2 separate regions of the Danio rerio genome follow, and region 2 is linked to region 1. The links are chromatin contacts, called in public Hi-C maps. All regions are on one chromosome and are shown on one strand. The core of a region is the stretch at or near the end of the contact, and the rest is flanking DNA. Distances in the headings are between cores, read along the strand shown.

Region 1 (6,820 bases), core at 2,961-5,460:
TAACTGCATTTATATAATTGGAAAATGAATAAAAGTGTGGAAGCAGGTCAAACGCTTGCTTACACTTGAGCCAAATTAGCAGACGCTTCATTACTGTGAAACTACAGTGTTTAATGAATCACGTGTAGCCCTGAACAACACTTATGCAATGTCCAGCTCAATGTCCCAGGAACGTGCTTTGGATAAAAAAAAAAAAAAACAGACTTCAGGTTTTCTAAAACTAATCTTTAAAAGGATACCTCAACTAAAAATTTAAATTCTTTTTATTCATCCCCATATGTCAGTGGGGGTCAAAACTGAAATTATTATTTTTTGCAAATACAACGAAAGATAGTGTACAAAACAATGGAAAATACAGAGAAATACAAAAAGATAAAAGTAGGGTCCTGTGATTCCTGCAGTGTTCCAGGAGTTAATAATGAATTTATTAGACATATTTAACATATATGACACAAATGTCTCAGATTTTGACAAGTTTGATCAAAACAAAGGCAGTAGTACTCTGAATTAGTAGGTTCTTTAAAGATGAAGTCTGAATGTTATGCATGTGTCTGTGAATGATTTGTTTAGAACAAAGAAATATAGGAGCAATTCCAGCATTATGGATGTGGCATTTGAGGTAAAAACTCAAAACTTATAAATCAGAGAAAGTATATGTTAATATTATATTGAAAAATCTGTTTATGAGCAATTCCAGCGTTAAAGATGTAACATTTGCAGTAAAAACTCAAAACATAAGCTCACATAGAAAGTATGTTAACATTTTATTGAAACATCTGATTATATATTCCAGAAAAACTGACCATGGAGTTATGGGAGCAAAAGAAATCTATCTTGTCTGCCGATTTTCTCTGCTCGTGCACAAAACTTCTTGCATGCTCCCTCAAATATACGCTGCCCAAGCGCAGTTCTTATTGTGCGCTCTCAAACAAACGCTGCTGAAAAGTGATTTAGTGCATTTTTGTAACAAGTATGTCTCCAACATTTATTAGATTTGCTAGGAATATTTATGAATGTCTCCAAAAGACCTACAGAGCGGTATTAATGCGTCCTGAAGTAAAGTGTAACGGCTATATGCCGTGTTTGCTGGCCTAACGCATCACGCACCTGTCAGTCAGTCAGTCAGTCAGCATGTAACCTTAAAAGTTCAAACAAATAACGCACAGCACTACTACGGTTACAGAAAAGTTTGTGCTGTTATAATCCATAATGATGCTCTAAATAGAGCGGAGTAACAACTTCTTCAGAAAAACCGCTGTAACTTATTTGTGCAAATTATTTTAACACGCAGACACATTTTTAAAAAATCCAATATGAGTTTTGGTTAAAACATGTCTTTGTTTTCCATGTTAATTTAAATAAATGTAAACAGCACATACAAGGCCTATGATTCCTTTACAAATATTATTGAGAAAAATCCATATTCTATTCTAAAACATAAAACCACTTACAAAAAGCTAACACGTATTCTAATCTCATATATAAATCATCACTTTAATGGTTTTGATTTGAATTGGTATTAAAAAATTAAAAATATATCATTTTAAGTAGTCTATTTAAGCAGTCTAGTAGCCAACTTTTACAACTTTAACACATTCAAACCACTGCAGAAATGTTCTAGCATAGGCCCAATACAGTTCACATACATTTCATATTAAATAGCTTATGCTATTATAAATTAAAACCATATGTCATCTATACCTTTCGTCATGAGCCACGGCTCTGACAGTAACAACATAAATTATTTCGAAGTAGACTAAGAGGGGAGCACAATTGTCAATATGAAGATCGCCAAGCTGAACAGTAGAAAAATACTTTAAAAGGAAATTAAAATAAGAGAGATGACTTTAATGTTCTTTTTTTATTATTTTAAACCATTCTGAGTTTAAATATTGCACTTTTGAAAGGAATAGGGCAGAGGGACTAACTGGGAATAGAACACAGCCAAGAACTATGCTTCTAAAGCTGCGGTCACACTAGAGTTTGTGTGAGCGAAAATATGTCGTATGGTGCTGCGAAAAGGGGCGGGATTAAACAATATTATTAGACAATAAAAAAAAGTGAGCGATTGCTCCATGTTTTAAATTTCTGTCCAGAGAGGTCATGTTTTGATCCTCGATTGGTCTCATGCAGTCATGTGATACGATTTTGCAGGTCATAGTTCACCAAGCTTGAACTTTGCACCGCAGCAACCTGCGAAACTTGACGCATGACCTTGCGTGTCCGATTTGACGATTTCGCATGAGTATGAATGGAAGTCTATGGGGAGACAAGTCCAGTGTTACCGCAGCTTAACTACAGCTCTAGAGGTGTTGTTGCACAGTTTGCGAATGTTCGTTGGAAAGATGGATTTGGGGGACATCAAATTACAAACGCAACTTGCAACCAAGGATGTTTTCTTTCACTACATGAAAGGTAACGTTCAACAACGTACATTTTTTATTTATGTTGCTATTATAGTGCAAATAAAACAGCTTTTAAATTATTTTCTTTATGTTTATTTTGCAGAGTGTAAAACACTATTAGTCAGTTTTGCACTGTATCAAAATTTTGTCAATGTTTGGCAAACCGGCAATACTTACTATTTGGCAAATTCTTTAATTTTGGATTTATACACCATAAATATCATTTGACAAATTTGCTTATGTTATTTTCTTTTAAGTTACTTTAAACTCTTAAGCTAAACGCACTGATTTAATTTGTAGAAAAACACATTTCAGATTAATAATAAACAAATGTAAACACGTTAAACATAACTAGACGACTTTAAGCTTGCCTCATGTGAACCCATATCAGATGAACTAGGTTGAACCCCAGATAATATGGGTTAGAGTCAGATCTTTGCTTTAACCTTGGAGCATGTTTGGTTTTTGTATAACAAAAAAAAAAAAAAAAAAAAAAAAAAAACAGAGTCAAGTGAAAGTGTGCACCATAGCTTTAAATATGACAGGTTAACTAAATCTCACTAGCTCTATACGCTTCTAAAACCCACCCTTTTCCCGAAGATCTACCTTCAGCAGATTTTAGTTGCAACCCATATCAAAAACACCTGCCTGTAAAGCAGTCCGGGTCCTAATTAGTTTAAATGTGATTTATCAGGGCTGGAGCTGAACTCTGCAGGAAGGTAGATCTCCAGGAAAAGGGTTGAGCACTCCTGCACTAAAACAACAACAAACACATTTGACTTGTTGGAAGTCATTAAACAAACATTAGAGCTTTCATACAAACACATTCATTTAAAGTCAAAGCTTTGTGATTATGTAAACTTTATGTATAGATTTATTACACCAAGATGGACATTTTGGCCAGTACTGATACTACTTAATTGTTAACACCTATGAACATTATAAATGTATTTACCTTCACTGTGTATCACTGTGTATCACTGTTTGTGTGTGGGTGGATGAATGTACTTAAATCTTTAGAACCCAAACAAATAATGTTCATAATATAAATAATATTTTTACATTAAGAGATCATGTGCATTTCGCAATTTACAATTATTTAAATACCCATTTAATTTAGTTTTAAAAACATCCACATCATATTAAAAAAATATAGGTCAGTGGAGCTCGACTGCAGGAGTTGCTGTATAAAACGTGCGAACAGAACACTAACGTTACCATCAAAACGAAACAGCAGCAGAGGCATCACAAAGGGAGACTGAACCTCAGATACTGGAGGACGGCTGAGCGGTGAAGGTGAGGACCTCACATCTGCTCTCAGACTCCCTTTTTTGTAGTATTTCATCACAAAGACAACGTTTTGCTTATATGACGCCAAAAAGTGCTGCCTAGATAGGATGGTCGGTATGGTTTGAGACACGACCAGTGTTTCTCTCCAAAACTGTGGGTGGTAAATAAGCAACGCGGTTTAATATAAGACACGCATTGAATGTAATCATATTTGTAAACAAACATAACGGCGTCGATATATATAATACGAAGTAGGAGAAAACTGTTTCCCAGTGGTTGTAGGGTAGGGTTAGCGTTTAGCACAGTTTGAGCAGTTAGCCAACGTGTGTTATTTAGCTCGCGGCTTGCTGACCTTAGCATTTCATACTAAACTGCTCATTAAAACGCTGAAATGCACAGGGTGCCGCAAGCGAATGGGAAAGAAAGTCTTACCATTTCACCAAGCACTACTTTCGAGGAAACTTTATGATCCCTTGAAGTGAAATTCCCTCGGTGGGGCGCCGTTTGTTGTTAGGGACAACTATTTGGCAGGAAGTCGCTAAAAGTTCGGAACGCGCATGTGCAGCGCAGAATCCGACCGGCGCTCGCCATTCGCCAATGCTTTGTTATTAACGTTACTGCATGGTTGACTGCTGCTGAGTACTCTGAGTGAAGCAACACAACTAATTATTTGTTCAAATTTACAGACAATCTATCTTAGAGATTGTTGTATGGCTTATCACTTTTTTTAAAATTAACGTTTATAACTAGTAGGTTTGTAGCTACCATTGCTATGAAGATATTAATATAAACGACAGTCAAGTGACTGAAAATACTGACCAATTAAAAACTGCAACTTCAAATTTTAAGTCATCTCATTAAGCTGAAGAAAATGTGGAGCCATATATTTTTAATATAACAAGATTATTTAAAACAATAGTAGATATGACTGTGTGTTATTCACATAGGTATATATTGTGGGATATATTGATACATAATAATTACAATGAGGTACAGCATTGTGTTTTTGACCAATCCATTACAAAGGATTCTTTAAAAAAACTAGGTCAAGAACAGAACCCTGAGGAATCCCAAAGAGGACAAGGACAAATAAACTCACCACAGCAACTGTTCTTTCTTGCACCACTTTACGCAAGGCCAGAATTCCTAGTTCTCACCCCACTGACCTAAGCGGTCAAGGAGATCACATGATCCACCATAGGGTCATAAGCCAGATCAAGATGTGCTAAAATAGCATTTCTTGTAATCTACGATCCTCAACAAATCATTTGCCACATTTAGAACAGCAGTTTCCATGCAGTGTTTGATCTGAAACCTAAAAAAAAATCTTAAAACTGAAGAGTGTTGCTGAGAAATATTCTTCTCCAGTATTTTGCCTATATTGGTTGAATTATTTAACAATATTGGGAGAATAATTAAAGAATAAAATTTTGTGAACAGTAGTAAACTGAATTAAGATGTTGGATTATTTTCAATTCTAACTAGGTGGATAAAGGTAAGCTTGATCATACTGGGGATCTACATGAGAATAGATCTTCATCTTTGATGGTCATCACAGGAATATTCCAACAAATGATTTCAACAAACTGTATAAAAACTAACAAACTGTATTGCAATTTTTTAAAACTCTTTTTGAATGTAAATGTATTTGGTGTCTTTTTGCTTTTACACAGTGGCACGGTGGCTCAGTGGTTACCACTGTAACCTCACAGAAAGAAGGTTGCCTGTTCGAGTTCTGGCTGGGCCAGTTGGCATTTCTGTGTGGAGTTTGCATGTTCTCCCCGTGTTCACATGGGTTTACTCCGGGTTCCCCCACATTCCAAGTATATGTGAATTGAATGAACTAAATTAGCCGTAGTGTGAATGTGAGTGTGTGAGTGTGTGTGTGTGTGTGTGTGTCTGTGTGTCTGTGTGTGTGTCTGTATGAATGTGTCCCAGTAATGGGTTGTGGCTGGTAGGGCATACTTTGTGTTAACTAATGCTGGAATAGTTTTCGGCCTTAATTCTTCTCTTGGTTTTTTAAATCACTAAATTGTTTGGCTCCTCACCTGTCAGACCTGTTGACTGAACATCAGCCTAGTCAGTCTCTTTGGTCATCAAACTAGAGACTATTATGTATCCCTAAGTCGACGCTGAAATGCTGGGGTAATCATGCTTTCGCAGTAGCTGGTTCTATCTTGTGGAGTGCTCTGCCCCTCTGTATTAGATCTGTATAATCTCTGACTGTTTTTAAATCTAGGTTGAAAACTTACCTCTTTGATTTGGCATTTTATCAGTGAGAATTGTTTGTTTTACTCTAATAATTATCAGTGAAAATTGTTTGTTTTAGCTATAATTTTATATCTTTCTCTGTGTGATTTGTATTGTGCAGCACATTGGTCAACCTTTGGTTGTGTTTAATAGTGCTATATATAAAAAAAAATGACATTCCCATTGACTTTCTGCCGTGGCGACCTCTAAAAAATTAGAGACTGAGGTAAAAAAAAATGAAGGAATGAATGCTATTAACACAACAGACAGGAACTCCATGACCAGCAACCCAACAACGTCTGCTACTGTCACATTTACTTTTGGTTTACATTTAGTTTTCACAGACTACTATATTGTATATTATTGTTTCTGTATATTATTTTTGTTGTCAAGGTTTTTTATTCACAAGACTACTAAATTGTATATTATTTATTTCTGTGTATTCTTTTTTTGGTTGTCATGTTTTTTTATTCACATTGTCTTTCACTGTCACAGATACCTTGTATTTCATTGATTCTCTTTATCTGCTCCTTGTTTAGTACACTATTTATAGCTACTATTTATTGTTTAAATGGCTTTTTCTGTTCTGATTGCTTTCTGTTTGGTTTGCTGTGTCTTCCAGTGTTTTTAGTTTGTGTTTATTAGAACACTGCTGCACATAAATCATGCATTAACTACTATTTTCATGCATCAAGTTGCATGACGCCTTCATATATGTATGAGGAAATTCATGACACACATTTTCAGAATATCAAAACAGCCAATGATTTGCAATAGAATAAGTACACCGAAAAACACACAGATTTATTATTAAATATTTATTAGCATTCATATAGATCATTGTCCAACATTTCATCATTCTATGAATTTAACAC
Region 2 (6,820 bases), core at 1,967-4,466, 190 kb before region 1:
TGGTGAGGGTCACCAGAGAATAATGTGACTGGTAAGGGTCACCTGAAAACACAGAGTTGGTGAGGGTCACCAGAGGACATAGGACTGGTGAGGGTCATCTCAAGGCATGGAGAGTTAATGAGGGTCACCAGAGGACAATACGACAGGAGAGGGACACCTGAAAACACTGAGGGTTGGTGAGGGTCACCTGAAGACACAGAGGGTTGGTGAGGGTCACTCAATTAAAGCTTGTCATTTTCATTTAATTACTGTCTCTCTTGTTTTTTGTGTCTGTATTCTGCAGTCTTTAGTGTGTAATAGTAGCATTTTCTGCACTCAGATGTTTACAAATCTAAAAACATTTACAATAAAATAAACATGGTATTACAAAACAATAAAATTAAAAATGTATGACATTACATAATTTTGTTTATTTATTATATATAATAAAATGAATGAATGAATGAATGAATGAATGAATGAATGAATGAATGAATGAACGAACGAACGAACGAACGAATGAATGAATGAATTAAACTTAAAATCATGTTACTCTAAACTTAAATAGCAAGTGAATTACACAAGGAGCTGTCTTTATTGTAAGTCAAAGAGAACGTAACCCAGTGTACTCTTGAACATGTCATGAGGTTCTTACTTTCAGACGAATATTAGATGTTGCTGAGTGAATTTACTTTGAGGGACAATTGTAAAACAATGAAATCAAATAAACCAACAGATATTAAAACACATAACAGTAGTTCTCATTGTGTCTTATTGAAGCCAAAGGAAAATACTAACTAAATTAACTAAAATCTTTGTGAATAGTGTGTATGTATTTACTTTGAATATGATTATTATTTACACATTGGGATCTTTATGGAAGATTAAGTTCATCGGAAAGGCCTGTAGATGACACTGTTCACCACATGCTAATACTTAAATCATAATTTTTTTTTTCACTTCATATCATCACTAGATGCACGCTCACGCAGCCAAGCACACGCACGCACGCACACACACACACACACACACACACACACACACACACACACACACACACACACACAATTAAATACCTCATTACTTCAACTTAAATGGAGTAAATTCACATTTCTCATACAGATTTTTTTTTTTTTTTAACTCAATAGGTTTGTTGAAATCGGTTTCCTCAAATGGTTGGAGTTGCCTTAACTTATTAGGGTTTTACAGCGTAGTTTAAAATGTATATACAAATCAACACCAATGGCATGGATCATGGTTTAAACTAGACTTTAAAGGTTTTTTATTGCAGTATCAACAGGCAATTACAACAGATATAAATACAAAGAGATGTATGGAAGTGTAATATAAAATATTACAACAAAAGCAATGTGACAATTTTAAAGAAATATAATAAAGGTAAAGCAAAAGAAAGACAATGAGAAAAAAAGAAACAATAAATAAATAAGAGAGGGCACATGAAAAAAATAATACAAATAAATGTAGAATATTAAATAAAGTACGTCTTTAATAAGTTTTAAATGCTTTCTTATTATGAGACAATGTGATTATTTTTAGGCACAGTTTCAATTCTTGTTTAAAAAATACAAAATTTGGCTTACATTGAGTAGATTTACATTTATGTGTAAAAAAAACACTTTCCAATAAATAAAATGAGGTTTATACAAAGAGTTGAATTAAGGAATTGTTTTTCTAAAATATAGTCTATAGCCTCAAAAAAAAAAAAAAAAAAAACACAAACCTTTTGGACAATTAGAGAATTCACATCAGACAGGAAAGATTTAACAAAGGGACACTCCCAAAACAAGTGAACAACGGAGTCAGAAGAAGCCTCACAGAAAGACCAAGAGACGTTAATGTCATTTTTGAGTTTCTGTTTAACTATAGATAAAATATGTGTAATATTAAAATATATTTCTTTAATTTTATTTATTAAAAATTTTTTTGAGGGAGTGACTAAACCTATGACCATTTAATATCATCAAAAGATTGTTCCAATAAGAAATAGAAGAAAAAAGACTTTTACATGAAAAAGACATGAAAAAGACTTTTAAGATTATTCAGTTCTATATTCTTACTTGTTGCAGACCTATAAGAACAAGCCTAAATGTAATTAACCTACATGAACATTTAGCAGTTAGTATTCTGCCTACAATCTTTAAGTTACACTCATGCAATGTTAAAGCTGTTAGAATTATTAAATATACAATTATTATGGTTAAACTCAATCAGCTATTAAGGTCTACTACAGTAAAACACCGCCATCTAACGGTCAATAATATATACTACTACATTAACTTTAGAAACTACTTCGATTTATCTTAGCTCCTAAAACTGAGTAAATGAGAGACTTTGTATGTATTATTCATAATCTTAAACAAAATCTGTTCTCCAGTTTCTAAATAAAAGTTTATTTAAGAAATTTCATGTAATTACCCAATTGTAACGTATGTAGCCAATTATAATAACAATATATTATTATTATTGTTGTTGTTGTTGTTGTTGTAATATTATTATTGTACAACAACAATAATAATATTAATTATTATTATAACAATAACAACAACAATATGCGTGTATTATAATATAAAATGGATATTGTAATCAAATGTATTTATGACAGAACCTTTTTTTAAAATGTGTTTTTAACAACACAATCATATTAACCATAACAATGGATGACATCAAGTACAATAATAAACTAGGAAAATTTATAATAATAATAATAATAATAATAATAATAAATATAATCTACAGAGGCAAACTATCAAATTGAATATTATAAGTCCTTATAAAATTTCACAGTTTTAAGTTTTTTTCGGCTGTAAACATTTTGTAATTAAACAATTTAAGTCACAATGTAAATTATGCAACTTAAGTAATGAGGAAAATTTACATTTGTGAATAGAATATTTACCCAATAAAATAAATAAAATGCTTATAAATTTAATCAATCAATCAAAATCAATGTTAAACTTAGATTTTGTTGTAAAAAAGACGGATAAATCAGGCCAAAACACTTTAACATTGGACAAAAAGATCAATCGATTGCATACTTGAGTTACAGAACACACAATTTGAATTAGGATTATCAAATTTTGTTACAATCTCGTTTGTGGCGTAGATATTGTGTAACACTTTTAAATGTAATTCTTTAACTTTGGTGGGGACACAAAATTTGTAAGGTAAGAGCCAAGTTTTTTTCAATTAATTGAATCTTTTACGACGTAACCAGTTGCAACCTTGCAACGTCCATGATGTCGTCGGGGGCGTGGCTTAAGTTGTATGCCACAAAAAGAAAGTGGCTCTAACGGATCAGAAAATGTAATTGTTTATCTGCTGCTACTGAAATGACTCCGAAAAGACTTATTTGCTCGGTGATTTCTCGTTTACATCAGTCGAGTGTTTAACTGAAACACTTAAACATGTAGCACTTTTCTGAGTTTTGACGGTAATCCTAGGTATGCTAACAGTACTCGGCTAAATGTGTGAACTTCAGTCAGCTGTTTCTGGTTTCGAGCTCTTCCTGTCATGGAGTGCGCGAATATTTCCAAATATTCCTGGCTGGATTTGGCGTTCACCGTGATCGGCGTGTGCACCTATCTGTTTGACGTTGGCTCGGACCTGTGGGTCGCGAAGGAGTTTTACGTGCATGGAGAGTTCATCTGGTTCGGGGTCTTGGTGGGCTTCATGCTCGTATCATCTGTCACCGTTCAGCTTTTCAGCTGGTTTTGGCTTCAGTATGACCGCAAACTTGAGAACTTCGAGTGTCAGGAGTCCGCCGGGAATGCCGTTTTGTTCAGTGGAGCGAAAAGAGTCACATTTTCGCTGCTTTTGCACGTTTTCCAGCTGGGACTGTTTATCAGGTGAGACTCTGTAACTGTTTACTAATGATTTATTTACCTTTGTGTTTGAAATGTGTACTCAGAAATATTTTTAAAAGTTACTGTTTCAATTTACAAGTCTGTTTAACCATTTAACTGTCTGTTTAAAATACTGGTTTACACACAGCATTGTTGGTTTACGAAAAATTCAATCAAACATAATTCTATTGCACTACTAACGTTACACTTGACTTTGGTTTTACTGTAAAAACAAACAAAATAGAAAACATGTTAAATGATAATCAGAAATATTTTATGGCACAACGTTACTTAAAAAATAAAGATTATTTAGTATTAAATTTTTTTATATTTTAAAAAAATTAATTGTTCTACACTTCATATTTTATGATTTTTCTTTCATAGTATATTTCGGTACTTTTACCATAAACCGACAAATCAATTTTGTAGAGGTTGATATTTTAGAAATTATGGGATGTAGTGGGGAAAAATGCATTAAATGTGTTAAGTAGCAATATTAGGAGTTAAATGCAATCCAAATCTATATCTATCTATCTATCTATCTATCTATCTATCTATCTATCTATCTATCTATCTATCTATCTATCTATCTATCTATCTACAGGTATCTATCTATCTATCTATCTATCTATCTATCTATCTATCTATCTATCTATCTATCTATCTATATATATATATATATATATATATATATATATATATATATATATATATATATGTGTGTGTGTGTGTGTGTGTGTGTGTGTGTGTGTGTGTGTGGGGTAGTTAAAGGGTTAAACATTTTATAAAAAGAGACAAAAATAAGTATTAATAAAGTTTCTGTAAACATAAATGTCAAATTCCTAGTGGTCATGCAATAATCTACCCAGAGCTGAACAAACTCAGACAAGCTTATTGTGGCTTTTATAATAAATAGTGAGTAGATGTTCTTTCCTTTTAATAAAAATCTGTAGTCTAAGCATGCAAATCCTTTACGTTTGTAAATGCAAATTATTGTGGCTGTGGCAATATTCAGGCACTGCAGTTAGATGAGGATGTCATGGTTACTGCATATATCAATATCCATAATCATTCATATCACGATTGCAAGGTACTAAAATGATTTAAAAGGGGAAGTGGTATTTCAGTTGTACTACTACTAGGACCAGTTAATCGCAGAGTCATGTTGACATTTCCCCTGATTTCCTAACATTTGTGTTGCTCTTTTTATCTCACACTGGTAGATCTCATGACAAAACTGATTAATAACTCACATATGCAGCATGACGAAGAGTCACACTTCAAATGACATTGAGCTTTTTAAAGCAGTAAAGCATGTGATGGCATGTTTGTGGAATTTGATGTACAGTGCCTGCTGCTGTGTTCAGCTGTCATGAATGTAATAATTGAAGACCAAGCTTTCATTTACAGCCGGATGCTTGGGAAATGCAATACGGGTCATTGTTTGTCAAATCAGCCAGATTACAGAAATTTCCCAGGCTCAAATTTCCTGTATATTTTCTTTAGTTTTTTTCAGATGAAATAATATAAATAGTATATAAATAGTAGGGATGTGTCTATAAATAGTAGGCACGGTCTCGGAGTACCGTTTCCATGTCATGGTGGTTTGCCAATAATAAGTACCGATTCTAATGCTTCAAGCTTTATAATGCATTAAACACATTTTCCCTCTAAGTTAATAATTTATTACCTTAAATGCATTTTTTAATAACTATTTAGGTGTGAACATGTCACTTGCTTTACAGAAAGTCATTCATTCATTTTTCTTCGGCTTAGTGCCTTATTCATCAGGGGTTGCCACAGCAGAATGAGCTGCCACAGAAAGTAACAGAACACAGAAATAAAAGTTGGTAGGAATCTAAAGTGCAATTTGGAAACAATGCAAATGATGAAAGAAAAAATCTATGTGTCTCAATCAAGAAAACATTTGGAGCATGTTTGATGCATAAGTTAAAATGCAGACCTTTAAATCTAATACTTCTTTCCTAAAAGGAAATATGCATATAGACTACTGTTTATTGCAATAAGTATATTACAAGAAGTTATATTATTAAATATTCATGTTCTAAAAATTGTTAGGTTTATTTAATCTGAAAACTCCAGTCAGCTTTTAGTGAACTTGTAATATTGTCAAAAACACAGAACTTTCTGTGATTGGTTTATGAGATTGGCGAGTACCGATCAAGTCATAAAATATGATTCTAGGCTGATACCGATCTTCCACCGATCGATCTGTGCATCCCCTAATAAATAGTGTTAAAAATAAATATTTGATTGTTATTATTATGTATATTCACTAACTTACCCACTATTTTTTGTAGAAAGGATCAAAATGACATTTTATTAGGATTTGTCATTAGGAGACAAATGATAAAGGTGTAGCATTATTTTTCAACAGACCTTGTTAGCTCATTTAGTGGGGAGAAAGAACTTCTGTTCTAATGGTTGCATACCTGTAACTTGAGTATAACTATATTTATATATAATCTATTCCAGATTTTGGTGCATAATTTCAATAATTTTTGATCTTTATAAAAATACATTTTCCCACATTTGGGTTTTAAAGTAAAATTGTGAGGTTTAACAGTACATTAAATATACTCACATATTACAAGTGAGATATTTTTGAATGAAAGGTGCATTACTTGATTTTAAAATAATTGAAGGAAACCCGCACTATCTATCTACTGTCTATGATTATTTATTGAACATCAACTATGAACAACTAAAATTAAAACACACATTGCCTGAAACAAACAGTCACTTTTTCTTATAAAAATTTTTTTTTAAAATAACTATACTGCGTGTCTTTGGAGCGACTTTCTTGCTGTGAGGTGATCATGCTATCCACTGCGTCAATGTGACGCTCTTTAGAAAAATACTGTAGGTTAAAAAAAGGTATGACTACAGTACATTTCATATTTTTTAATCTGTTAACATTCAGTTTTGGAGAGCTTCAAAAGCTCTGTGAACCTAGA

The links. A called contact is a pair of places that touch in the nucleus more often than the background predicts.
Region 2: a Hi-C map of an unstated tissue shows a contact between it and region 1, with 4 times the contacts expected there. The contact joins the promoter of xkr8.3 here to the promoter of eya3 in region 1. A contact is called at or near these places in 2 of 18 Hi-C or Micro-C datasets (caudal fin and an unstated tissue) and 1 of 4 datasets of contacts at active chromatin or transcription factors (caudal fin).

Annotation. Positions count from the first base shown.
Region 1 is chr19:27,300,163-27,306,982 of GRCz12tu, reverse strand. eya3 (EYA transcriptional coactivator and phosphatase 3) reads right to left here and starts at 4,210. Exons shown (of 19, transcript NM_001080052.1): 1 at 4,128-4,210. si:ch211-195b13.1 reads right to left here. Exons shown (of 12, transcript NM_001077302.2): 12 at 6,749-6,820.
Region 2 is chr19:27,489,299-27,496,118 of GRCz12tu, reverse strand. xkr8.3 (XK related 8, tandem duplicate 3) reads left to right here and starts at 3,216. Exons shown (of 3, transcript NM_001006014.2): 1 at 3,216-3,845. The coding sequence starts at 3,511.